4 separate regions of the Mus musculus genome follow, and all the other regions are linked to region 4. Evidence: chromatin contacts called from public HiCAR-type and HiChIP or PLAC-seq data. All regions are on one chromosome and are shown on one strand. The core of a region is the stretch at or near the end of the contact, and the rest is flanking DNA. Distances in the headings are between cores, read along the strand shown.

Region 1 (2,700 bases), core at 118-2,617, 140 kb before region 4:
GGCAAGTGCCCTCCAAGAACTGAAGGCTATAACACACATTGTACGCTCACATCCAGTGCCACAAATCTCAAAATGAACAATCTCAATACCCACTGACACGGGCATAGAGGAAGAAAGTGTGGGCTGTTCATAGAATGGAATATTACTTAGCCTTAAAGCGAAAGGAAATTCTAACACCCATGATGTCTTAGTTAGGGTTTTACTGCTGGGAACAGACACCATGGCCAAGACAAGTCTTATAAGGACAATATTTAATTGAGGCTGGCTTACAGGTTCAGAGATTCAGTCCATCATCATCGAGGCAGGAACATGGCAGCAGCCAGGCAGGCATTGTGCAGGCAAAGCATAGAGTGCTACATCTTCACCTGAAGGCTGCTAGTGGAAGACTCCAGGCAGCTAGACAAGGGTATTAAAGCCATACCCACAGTGACACCTAGTCCAACAAGGCCACACCTCCTAATAGTGCCACTCCCTGGCCCAAGCATATTCAAACCATCACACATGACAACATTGATACATTAGTAAGGGTTCTCTAGAGTCACAGAAGTTATGAAATGAATCAATCTCTCTCTCTCTCTCTCTCTCTCTCTCTCTCTCTCTCTCCTTACAGGTTGAAGTCCAACTAATCCAACAATGACTAGCTGTGAATACAAAGTCCAAGAATCTAGTGGTTGCTCAGTCCCACAGGCTAGGTGTCTGTCTCAGCTGGCCTTCTGTACACACTGGAATTCCATAGGCTCCAGTGCCAGGGAAGGAATAGATGTGCTAGCAAGGCGAGTGCACGCAGGCAACGAGCGGAAGCTCCCGTCTATGTCCTCATAGAGACTTCCAGCAGAAGGTTTGCCTGGAGATTTGGATTATAGACGTGTGTCTTCTCTCCTCAAGATCAGAATTAAAGACCCGTGTCTCCCCATCTCAAGTTTCGGATCAATGGTGTGTGTCTTCCTACCTCAAAAGTCTGGGCTAGAAGTGGATTCACCTACTTCAAGCCAAGCAGACAATCCCTCCCAGGTTTGCCCTCCATATCTAGATTGTAGTTCCTTCCAGATATAGTCAACCAAGAACAGTTGTCACCATGGAGGATGAGCCCAGAAGTCATCATGCTACACGGAACAAGCCATCTATAACGGGGCAGATGCTGCACACTTCCATTCCTACCAGAGACCCAGAGTCATCCTCCAGGTACAGAGAAAACAGGTGTGGTGGTTGCCAGGTTTTTCAGGACACGAGAAACAGAGCTGATGCCTACTGGGCTGAGTCTATAATTCTAATTTTGAAAATGAAAACAGTTTGGGGACAGATGGTGAATGGAAATTCACTCAGTGCCACAACACGTCACACTTAAAATTGTAAATTACACACACACACACACACACACACACACACACAAAATCAGCTACACTGTCTTGTACCACACACAGGCACTGTTTTACACGGGTTTGCAGCCAGGTTTCATCATGATGCAATCTTTCCTATTAGAATTGCCACTCCAGCCTGCATCACGCCCCCCACTTCCGCATGTTCTGTCCTCTGTTTATCTGGCATGATTCTTCAGAACCCCTGAGGGAAGGGACAATATGATTTTTGTCACAGTGGTTATACGTCATGAGCCCACAAACACCACCCAGGATGTTCACTGAGCTTATCACGTCAGTTAGATTCCAGTTTCTCCATTATACCCATTAGGCACAGATGACTGCGCACGCAAGCTGCCTGCAGATAACTACTCTCACGTCAATTCCTCGATACCACTGTATCTGCTTGAAGATAACGCAAAATGATCCAAATGAATTACGAACTCCGGTTTTTTATCTGTTCAGAAGTCACTGGGGAAAAAGACTATAGAGTTCAACCTTCCCAAGAGAAAAACTCCTTTAAAAAGACCTGCCAGGCTACTAATGGAACCCAAGGGGCCATAGGGCATTATTAGGTCTTATTCTTTCTCGAGTTGAGTTACCCGTGAGGAGCCAGGAAGACGTGACAGCATCAGGCTGATAGATTAGGCTGGCTGCATGGAACTGTGGCACCTGCCACCTACTAGTTTGCTGCCTGTCATCTAGCTTAATTACAGACATTTTGTGGTCAGGATCTTGAGAAACTGCCACCCTTCTAGAATGACAAGATTTCTGTTATGCATATGCCGTGGTGTCTACAACGCTAACTTGGGGAACGAGCATGAACGTTTGTTTTTGATTACTGTTCTCTACTGTTAGGTCAGGGAGAGAAGGACTGGCATATGAGGTCTACTACAAGGCCTTACATTTTTCAGCCTCATGAACTCATTTAACTGGGTTATGGGAACCTTCGTGACTACTCAATGCTGGGCTCAGGAACCTACTGTGTGCGCCCCTCCTCAGCTTAGGCTTCAGAGGTACCCCTGAAACTAGCCATAGTGGGGAGGGGTCAGCATGGCACTATACTGCTCACAAGTACGTATTTCTTGCACTGATGTTTTATTTTTACATTAAAGAAATCCTCATGGGCTATGAAAGCAATCCCAACTTGTATTAGAAATATGATCCAAACATCAATAAAAGATAAGAAAATGATCAGATACCACATAGATTATGATTATCTTAGGCTGAGTTTGATGGTACCTACCTATAACCCTAGCACTTGGGAGGCTGAGGTAGGAGAACGCTTGCTAGTTTGAGGCTAGCCTAGGCTGCAGTAGTGACTGAGAAAGCCTGGGGTTACCTA
Region 2 (2,700 bases), core at 17-2,516, 170 kb before region 4:
AGGAGGTACCATTATCAGGTATGAATGTGGGACGTGGCTCTGGCAAGAGGACCGGAGCCACCATCTCTTTCTCCCCTTTCTCCTCACCCTAGAAGCTGCTTGCTTTGGGGCCAAGTCTCATCTATGTTAAATGAAACTATGGGTATCTAGGGTGGAATTTTCTCTTTTATCAGGAGATAAAATGTAGAGATCCAGCAGCAAGCAGGCATCCTACAAACCCAACCCCACCTCAGGAAAGAACTATCTCTTTATATCCACAGTCACTGCTGAGGAATGAGCTACGGATCTTATAGAAATGGCCTGTGTGTGTGTCTATTTGGCAATATTACTCTTTCAAGTATATGCAATAGCTCACAATGTGGCTTTCTGCTTGAAGATAATTCTGCCAGAAACTGACTGATCTAAGCTACGTGTGGTGGCTCACGACACCTTTACTCCTAGCACTTGGGAGGCAGAGGCTGGTGGATCTTTGTGAGTTCCAGGCCAGTCTCTTCTACATAGCAAGTTCTAGGCAGGATAGAGCCACACAGAGAGAACTTGTCTCAAAAAAAATCACATTATTAATGCTACAATTGATATGTTACTTAAATATAAGAATATTTCTGATAATACAGCTTCAGGCTCTATAGACTATCATGGCTTTTGACTGATACGAGCACACATGTCACTGTCACATGACCCCAAGGAGCACATGAAGGATTTGGCATTCCTTCTTAATATGGGGTTGCAACTCAGGAGTAGAACCCCACTTATGGACAATGTAAAGACCATATAAGAACATAGTAAGTTCTGACACATACCAACAAGGACCTCTGGTTTTCCGCTCTCATCAGGATAGTAACTACTCCATAAAAATGATAGGCATAACTAGGAAATTAAGAGAGAGCAACTTCTCACTGTGTGTAAATATAGTCACTGGACGTCTGTTCTCAGTTACATGTGAGTTGTATTTAAAGATATGTTTATCTACATCCTATTTAAAAGGGTAGATATGCCTCCCTTGCTGCTCCCCGCCCATGAAGAATCTCTATATAACATAAAATGGAACCATTTAGTAACATGTACAACTTTTCTCCCTTCCTAATTGAAGTCTGGGAAAACACAAACTCATCTCTCTGTAGCTAACACTTCCTACTTCTGTTAGGGTGGTTTTCTTTCCTTTCGGGGAGAGAAGAAGAACTGGAGAACGGGAGAGATGTACGGCAGAACAGGCCAAAGGTTAAAGTCTGTCTCCAAAGGGAAGTGCTGCACTCCAAACTACCAGTGCCATTTACTCCGATGCAATACTCCTGTGTCCAGTGAAAGAGACAGCACGGAATCCTGACTCAGTTCTAACAATTAGATAGGCTCTCAGGCTGACAAAGGGGCAAAGGATAAAAGCATGGCAAATAATAGCTCCACCTATTTCAATTATAAATGCTGATGGATGATAAGGTTGCAAATAAAATATGTAGGAAAGGAAAGAACCCATCCCCACACGAGACAGAACCTTCTGCATTCTGTTTTCCATGACACTAAAATTCCTCCTTCTTGCTTAGAGAACTAGGTAGGTCGTAAGAAAATTAAAATCACTTCCTAAAATTCAAAGAGTGCATTTTTCCCTGAAATTCCCATCCGTATTTATTTTCAACTCAGGAGTTTCTGCTCTTCCTAGGTCTACTTAAAACAGAAATATAAACAAGAGCCCTAAAGACATCATGTCGGTACTTGACCAACATCAGCGCTCTTAACTGCTGAGCCATCTCCCCAGCTACCTGCTAAATTATAGTTTAATAATTCTCTTATAGCTGAATAATTCTTCCCTTTCCATGGACTAGAAGTCTACTCCTGCCTGAGGGGATAAACTTTGTATCTTGTAATGCCTTTAAAATATAAAAAGTGCAAGATAGTCTATGGGTGGGTAGGTTAGGTAAAAATGCCTAAGAACAGCAAAGAATTTAAATAAATCCTAAACCAAGGCAACGCCTTGTTCAAAGTCCTCCTACCAACCAGCACGTAGAAAGCCTGTATTCCACAGAATGGTCTGAAATGGTGAGATGCAGTGGTACTTGGGTGGATACACGGACTCATTTTATGAGACCCCAAGATTTTTCCACATCTACTAATGTAAAAACAAAAAGTCTATTAGTCCCTTATCAGGATTTAAATGGGAAGCAACAGAAGCAATGGGGTAGCGAATGCTGTCGGGATTCCTAGCCAGAACGCTCTGTTGGGTCACTAGGCCTACACTTCAGCTTTTGTGAGCCGGCAAGCTGTAGGGAGCAGATTAGACCTGTATGCTGGGAGCCTATGGAAAAAGAGGAAGTCAGTACCCACTCTAACAATCTAGAGGCCGGCCGAGACAATGCATGACACAAAATAAGTGTTCGGTAAATGTTCCCCATTCTGTAACCGGTGTTGTCGATCTCTGCTTCACCTCTAAAGTCCAGTGGTACCCACACCAAGTGGCCATCATACTCTCATCTATGTATTGTTTCATCTTTTCACTAGCTACAGAGGATAGATGCTTCAAAGGGATATGTCAATTATATTGACCAAGTATGTAGTATCCATTTATTGTTCAAATGGAGGTCTGTACTTTTTCCTTTCTATTTTTAAAAGATTTCGGTTTTATTTATTTATTCACTTATCTTTTAGTATGGAGTAGAGCTTATTTAGGGCATGGAGAGCGTTGTTGAGGAGGAAGTAGAGACAGAGAGA
Region 3 (2,700 bases), core at 24-2,523, 190 kb before region 4:
TGTGCTGCCAATACACAAGGAACATGGTGGAGGTCACTTTGTCAGCCCAGGCTCTAGCAGAAAGCCAGTGAGTGACCCATGGCTGCTCTCAGCTGAGCACTTGCTCAATTCTTCACCCAGTTGAAGAGCACGAGAGTGAAACTTGTTTGAGAAAGGAATACATCTTTTTTTTTCAGGCTAAGGTTAAGTGAATATGGATTATAAAATAACTACACTGAGAAAAATGATGTCTAGAGACAGTATCTTGCCGGGCTGCCTAGGAAACAAATCCCTCTTTGCTTTTCTGCCTCTTTCCTTTCCAATGACAAGTGACTCAGTCAAACTGAAGGTTGTGCTGTGGGTTGTCCTGGTGGGCAGATGCTGTAACCTGTTGCAGCCAGTATATTGACAGAGCTCCCCCCCCCACATATTAACCAGTCCATCCTTCTGCCGTCCATCCTCACCTACGCAAAGATGAAACAATGACTCTTTCATCAAATTCCCCACTGTCAAACACCTTGTAGTGTTACCTTTCTGTGCAATTAGACAAAATTCTTCTTGTAGCTTGGTATAATCCGTGGAACTTTCCAGAGGGTCGGTGAGGTGGCTAGGAGGGGTCTGGAACTCAATGTCTGCACAAAGGTTGGGGTTGGAGGAGTGCAGACGCACGGGTGACATGGTGGCGCTGAAAGGAACCTGGAAGGGAAGGTGTCAATTATTCAAGTGTCACCATGCCCTGTTCAGCCATCTCCTCCTCCGCAGCCAGGGCCCTTCCTAATTGTTATAACAACACACTCCTTTCTGATGGCGAGCCTCAGTTCTCATTTATTTTATAAGCTGTGTGGGCTGGGAAGAGTTAGTCTTGTTTCTGAGAGTTTAAGAATTCCCAGGACTCATTGGGTTTGCCTTCTTACAGAGAATAATAACTACACACCTCTGAACCTTCACTTGTCCCTAGAAGTAACTGGCAGAAAAGAGCAACTCAAACCTTGACGTAGGGGACCTGTTCTCGAACAGTCAGAATGCAATTTATATTTACTTCTCCTTGAACCTAGGCAGGATCTTAATGAACATAAAACTACATTTAAAGACTCGCTTGGTCTATAGCCACTGGAAGAAGCACATTTCTAGTACATACACTAATGAATTAAAGAGACTCAGTCATTTAAAAATATACTGATTAATATATTCACAAAAGAAACTTATGTGAGTCATTGCCGTTTGTCTTTGTGATTACACACGCCTCTGATATATAGATGACTGTGGCTGATGAACCAGTCACCAGTGAAAAGCATTAGTAGAAAAGGTCACATTATTGTAGACCAATGGCAGCAGGAACTTTCCTGTCCAGACCGGATCAGGACTAGGCTTGTGTTGGATGGGAGCCAAGCACTTTCTTGTTCTTTTTAGGGGGGGGTCAACCTGAGGGTGACAAGAGCTACTGGTTAATCATTGTTGGGAAATGGAAATGCTATTCTTCTAGCTAGTCCACCAGCTAGCTTTCCTAATCTTACTACATAGATCTTCTCTCAGCTGCCCTGAGGAGCTATAACACAGACTCCACAAAAACTGAACTTTCTGCAGTTGAAGTGCTAACTCGTTCTCCCTGACTAACTTGCAATACTTTGGTGTGTGGGAGAGGTGTGTGTGTGTAAAACACTTAATTTCCTTAATAGGCTTTTATTTTAAATTTTATGAATTCAATAAATGAGAAAGGATAGGATAAAAGGGTTCTCTGTCTGTCTGTCTGTCTGTCTGTCTGTTGGCCCATGGGCAATGACTTGACTGATGGCCCCACTGATGCAGTTCAGCTCTGACAGTGAGTACTTTATCTGGGAAAGAAGCTATTGCTGAGGAAGGAAGAGAATGGGCAACTTCCCGCACTGACAGCGCCTCCACTGAGCATGCTACCACACATTCTCTGAGGCCTTCAGAGATGTCAGGGTCATCATCCTTGACCCTCAGTAGGAGCTGCAGTGACTCCATGCTGGGAGGTGTCAATGTCTGTCTACCTTATTAGTCTCAAACCTTCCTCCTGTCCCAGATCTGAGGCAGAGAAGTAGCGAATGAGTCCTTTGAGAGAATGGAGTGCTGGGGCTCCCTTATGTTGGGGACTTTATCTTTAGAGCAATGACAGAGAAGCTTTGGGGGCACGAAGAGAAAAATGGGACCTGTGTAGAAAGTGATTAAAGGTAGATCAAGGGACATTAAAGAAAAGCAAACTCGGGTGTTTGGTGTTGGGAGACATAGTATACTGAGGATCATGGGAAAGTTTCATGTCACTCAAAAGTCCTCAAGAATTCAGCCAGCATGGGTTTTTCTTCTGAGCTGCTTATGTTAGCCTAGGGAGGTGCCATAGAGGGGCCCGATGTAAGAGCCCATGGAGTCCAAGAAGGCCCCGTATTTGTGCACAATAAAAGCATCTCTACTAAATGCTCAAATCATATGCTAAGAAGAAACACACAATTTACAAATTTATAATTTGAACATAATTGAGTTTTAAACTGACTCCTAAAAGTGGCTCTGGATATGACCCATGGGGAACAAACTCACAATATTCCAAGCTAATTGCAACCAGACAGTTTCCTGGGAAGATGAAAACTATTTTTGTACACATTCGAGCGAATTAAATAGTTATCTTTTTTTTCCTGAGAAGAAGTGTGTTGGATGGGTCATTTTAATCGAGAAATTTGGAAAATAGAGAATATAAATCAGGATGTA
Region 4 (2,700 bases), core at 155-2,654:
AGTCCCCTGATTAATGACTGTATCTATATAGCGCACATGAATGACCTAGCACACACCTTGTTCTCAAAAATTTTAACCCCGTTCCTCCCTTGCTCTCCCCCCGCCCCCATTTATTTCCCCTTCTCTACGTGCTCATGGCTGGCCTCTTCTTTCTTCTTCCTTTTCTTTCTCTCTTCTTCTTCTTCCTCCTGCTCCTTCTTCTTTCCCTCCCCCTCCTCCTCTCCCTCTGCCTTTCTCTGCCCCTACTACCCTCTAACTCCCCTCCCCATGCCCAGGTGCAGCATAGAAGAGGGGCTGGAGACACTCTAGCCCACAGTCCATGAACACTCGTAAATGGTATTCTTACAAAACCCAAACCAGAATTCCCCCACACCTTGCACCGTTTTCTAGGTTTGCCCCTTTCCAGTATAGCATAGCTTGTCACAAAATACTTTTACTTTGATAATTTTCTGTTTATAGGCATGGTGCTGTAATTTTTTTTTTACTTAAGAGATCCTTCAAGCTTTGTAAAAGTAAAATACACGAGGAAAAAAAACCCTAAAACTAAATTTTCTAGTCGCGAAGGTAATTACAGTGTTCGAGAGAGGAAGCTCAGAAAAGTTTTCACAATAGACAGGAAGACGGGGACAGGAGGTTGACTGACTTACGAGGTCAGCCACAGTTGTGCTATCCTTGGATGTGGCTACCCAATCTGTTCCCAGGGTAAGAGGCTCCTTTGGCCAGAGGCCGGGGATCCGCTCCTCCAAGCCATCCTCGGCACACTCACGGTGCGTGCAGAATCCAACCCCTCTCCTACCAGATGCACAGCATCCCCGGCGCAGCAAAGGGGCGGGAGAGACCCCAACCCATACCGCCGTCACCCTCGCGAGCACCCTCAACCCCGGGCACCCATATCCCAAACACCCCAACCTGGGCATCTCTACCTCACACACCCTAAACCAGGCACCTCAGCCCCGCACCTTGATGGGCTTGGTGTCGCTGGGACCCAGGCACTGTCCGTGCATCTCCTCCATTGCCCGGCAGGCCTGTGAGCTGCGCGCGAACTTGACGAAGGCCACGCCCTTGGACTCCTTAGTGTGCTTGTCGCGCACCACCCAGATGTCCTGGATGTCTCCGAAGGGCGAGAAGCGCTCCCTCAGCACCAATTCGGATGTGTGCTTGCTGATCACTAGAAAAATGCGGCTGTTGGGCGGCTCATCCAGGCTGTCTACGCCCGGGCGGAATCCTCCGCTGCCTCCCAAGCCGCCGGCGTCGTCCATGGCGCCCCACGCGGGACCCAGGCGCAGCCCCCCTGCAGGCCCTGTTCACCCGGCAGGTTCTCGGCCGCTTCCCGGCCGCTTCCCGGCAGCTCCCCGTCTCGCCCCACGCCGGTAAGCAGCTCCGCTTCCGGAAGAGCCGAGAGCCGGAAAGCAGGTGCGTCCCGCAGTGAGGTCTGCGGGCTTCCGGGAACATTCTGCAGCGCCCCCTGGTGCCACGGTGGACTCAGCAATCTCAAATCTTCAGTCCCAGGGAAAACCAAGAATGGGTTTATGCAAACCACTTTGCCCTGTGGCTAAAAAGATCCACCTGCCTGATTCTTAAGCCTTCCCAAAGCTGGCTTCTACTAAGCCTGTAATCAGATTGCTACATTTGAGGCCTCCTGGGCTACATAGTAAATTTGAGGTCAGCAAAAGCACCACACCAAAAATATACAAAAAGCAGGCAGGCTTCACTCAAAATGGTCCATAGAGACAGGTACAAAGGACCATTGCGTTGGGGTCTTGCAGTAAGGGGGAGAGACTGGACTTGGTTCCAGTAAGATAAATGGAGGACAGTACAATATGAGTTAGTATAAGGACAATTACTGAAGATCGCGGGGTAAGAGAGACTCTCAGTAGATCTGCTTCCCAGAACTTAGGCTGTAGATAAGTGATAAGTTGATAAGTAATAAAACATTAACAGCCGGGCAGTGGTGGCGCACGCCTTTAATCCCAGCACTTGGGATGCAGCAGCAGGTGGATTTCTGAGTTTGAGGCCAGCCTGGTCTACAAAGTGAGTTCCAGGACAGCCAGGGCTATACAGAGAACCCCTGTTTCGAAAAACCAAAAAAAAAAAAAAAAAAAAAAAAAAAGACATTAACAGCAGTCAGACATCAAGGATAAGAATTATGGCGAAACTGACTTATCAGGATTTGTCCTCCAATTAGATTCCCCTAGAACAGAAAGCTGGAAGTTGGATCTAGTCAAGCAGAAGACCTGGGGGGAGTTTGTCTGAAATTTTGGTGAAAACACAGTCTTCATCACCGTTTTGGCGTGGCCTTGTTAGGATGGGTGTGGCCTAGTTAGAGTGGGTGTGGCCTTGTAGGAAGTGTGAGGTTGAGCTTTGGGAGTTTCAGTAGCAGTGCCTTCTTTCCCTCTTGTCTTTGGACCTGGAGGTAGAACTTCCAGCGGCTTCTCCAGCACTATTATCTCTGCCTGCTGCTATCCTTCCCGCCATGATGACGGTGGACTCAACCTCTGAAAGTGTAAGCCAGCCCCAGTGAAATGCTTTCCTTTATAAGAGTTACCGTGGTCATGGTGTCTCTTCGCAGCAATAGAATACTAAGAGTTAAAACCATAGAGTCTGATGGCTGAAAGGAGCCTTTTACAACCATGGAATCCTTATCCCTATTTTTAGAGATGAGGAAATCTGAGGCTCAAAGTTAAGATGCACAGGTAACAG

The links. HiCAR-type assays count read pairs that join an accessible place to other places. HiChIP or PLAC-seq counts read pairs in DNA pulled down with a chosen protein or histone mark.
Region 1: an H3K4me3 HiChIP or PLAC-seq map of intestinal villus epithelium shows a contact between it and region 4, with 5 times the contacts expected there. The contact joins the enhancer-like site here to the promoter of Rbm45 in region 4. A contact is called at or near these places in 2 of 39 promoter capture datasets (cranial neural crest and stem cell-derived epiblast-like cells), 6 of 115 datasets of contacts at active chromatin or transcription factors (cardiomyocytes, embryonic stem cells, heart atrium and 2 more) and 4 of 9 other capture datasets (adipose tissue, liver, macrophages and 1 more).
Region 2: an H3K4me3 HiChIP or PLAC-seq map of intestinal villus epithelium shows a contact between it and region 4, with 7 read pairs. The contact joins the enhancer-like site here to the promoter of Rbm45 in region 4. A contact is called at or near these places in 4 of 39 promoter capture datasets (the 3T3-L1 cell line, the C10 cell line, maxillary cranial neural crest and 1 more), 1 of 15 datasets of contacts at CTCF or cohesin (large pre-B cells), 4 of 484 Hi-C or Micro-C datasets (cerebral cortex, forebrain, nephron progenitors and 1 more), 11 of 115 datasets of contacts at active chromatin or transcription factors (cardiomyocytes, craniofacial prominence, embryonic basal ganglia and 8 more) and 3 of 9 other capture datasets (adipose tissue, embryonic stem cells and pancreatic islet).
Region 3: a HiCAR-type map of kidney shows a contact between it and region 4, with 5 times the contacts expected there. The contact joins the enhancer-like site here to the promoter of Rbm45 in region 4. A contact is called at or near these places in 6 of 39 promoter capture datasets (the 3T3-L1 cell line, the C10 cell line, HPC-7-derived erythroid cells and 3 more), 1 of 484 Hi-C or Micro-C datasets (forebrain), 15 of 115 datasets of contacts at active chromatin or transcription factors (cardiomyocytes, craniofacial prominence, embryonic basal ganglia and 11 more) and 3 of 9 other capture datasets (adipose tissue, embryonic stem cells and pancreatic islet).

What each region holds. Positions count from the first base shown.
Region 1 is chr2:76,510,303-76,513,002 of GRCm38.p6, reverse strand. The region is part of intron 2 of Osbpl6 (oxysterol binding protein-like 6); the gene reads right to left. Among named protein-coding and RNA genes, the nearest start is that of Gm52557, 80 kb to the right of the region's middle. Within about 2 kb of position 1,367, at least 22 of the 459 cell types and tissues checked have an H3K27ac peak or open chromatin away from gene starts, as enhancers often do. A contact at or near this core is called in intestinal villus epithelium and pancreatic islet, where this site is marked.
Region 2 is chr2:76,541,672-76,544,371 of GRCm38.p6, reverse strand. All of the region lies in intron 5 of Osbpl6 (oxysterol binding protein-like 6), which reads right to left. Among named protein-coding and RNA genes, the nearest start is that of Prkra, 110 kb to the left of the region's middle. Within about 2 kb of position 1,266, at least 11 of the 459 cell types and tissues checked have an H3K27ac peak or open chromatin away from gene starts, as enhancers often do. A contact at or near this core is called in intestinal villus epithelium, where this site is marked.
Region 3 is chr2:76,562,759-76,565,458 of GRCm38.p6, reverse strand. It overlaps Osbpl6 (oxysterol binding protein-like 6), which reads right to left. Exons shown (of 27, transcript NM_001290733.1): 14 at 510-675. Among named protein-coding and RNA genes, the nearest start is that of Prkra, 84 kb to the left of the region's middle. Within about 2 kb of position 1,273, at least 9 of the 459 cell types and tissues checked have an H3K27ac peak or open chromatin away from gene starts, as enhancers often do. A contact at or near this core is called in intestinal villus epithelium and kidney, where this site is marked.
Region 4 is chr2:76,368,688-76,371,387 of GRCm38.p6, reverse strand. It overlaps Rbm45 (RNA binding motif protein 45), which reads right to left and starts at 1,404. Exons shown (of 10, transcript NM_153405.2): 1 at 960-1,404. The coding sequence starts at 1,259.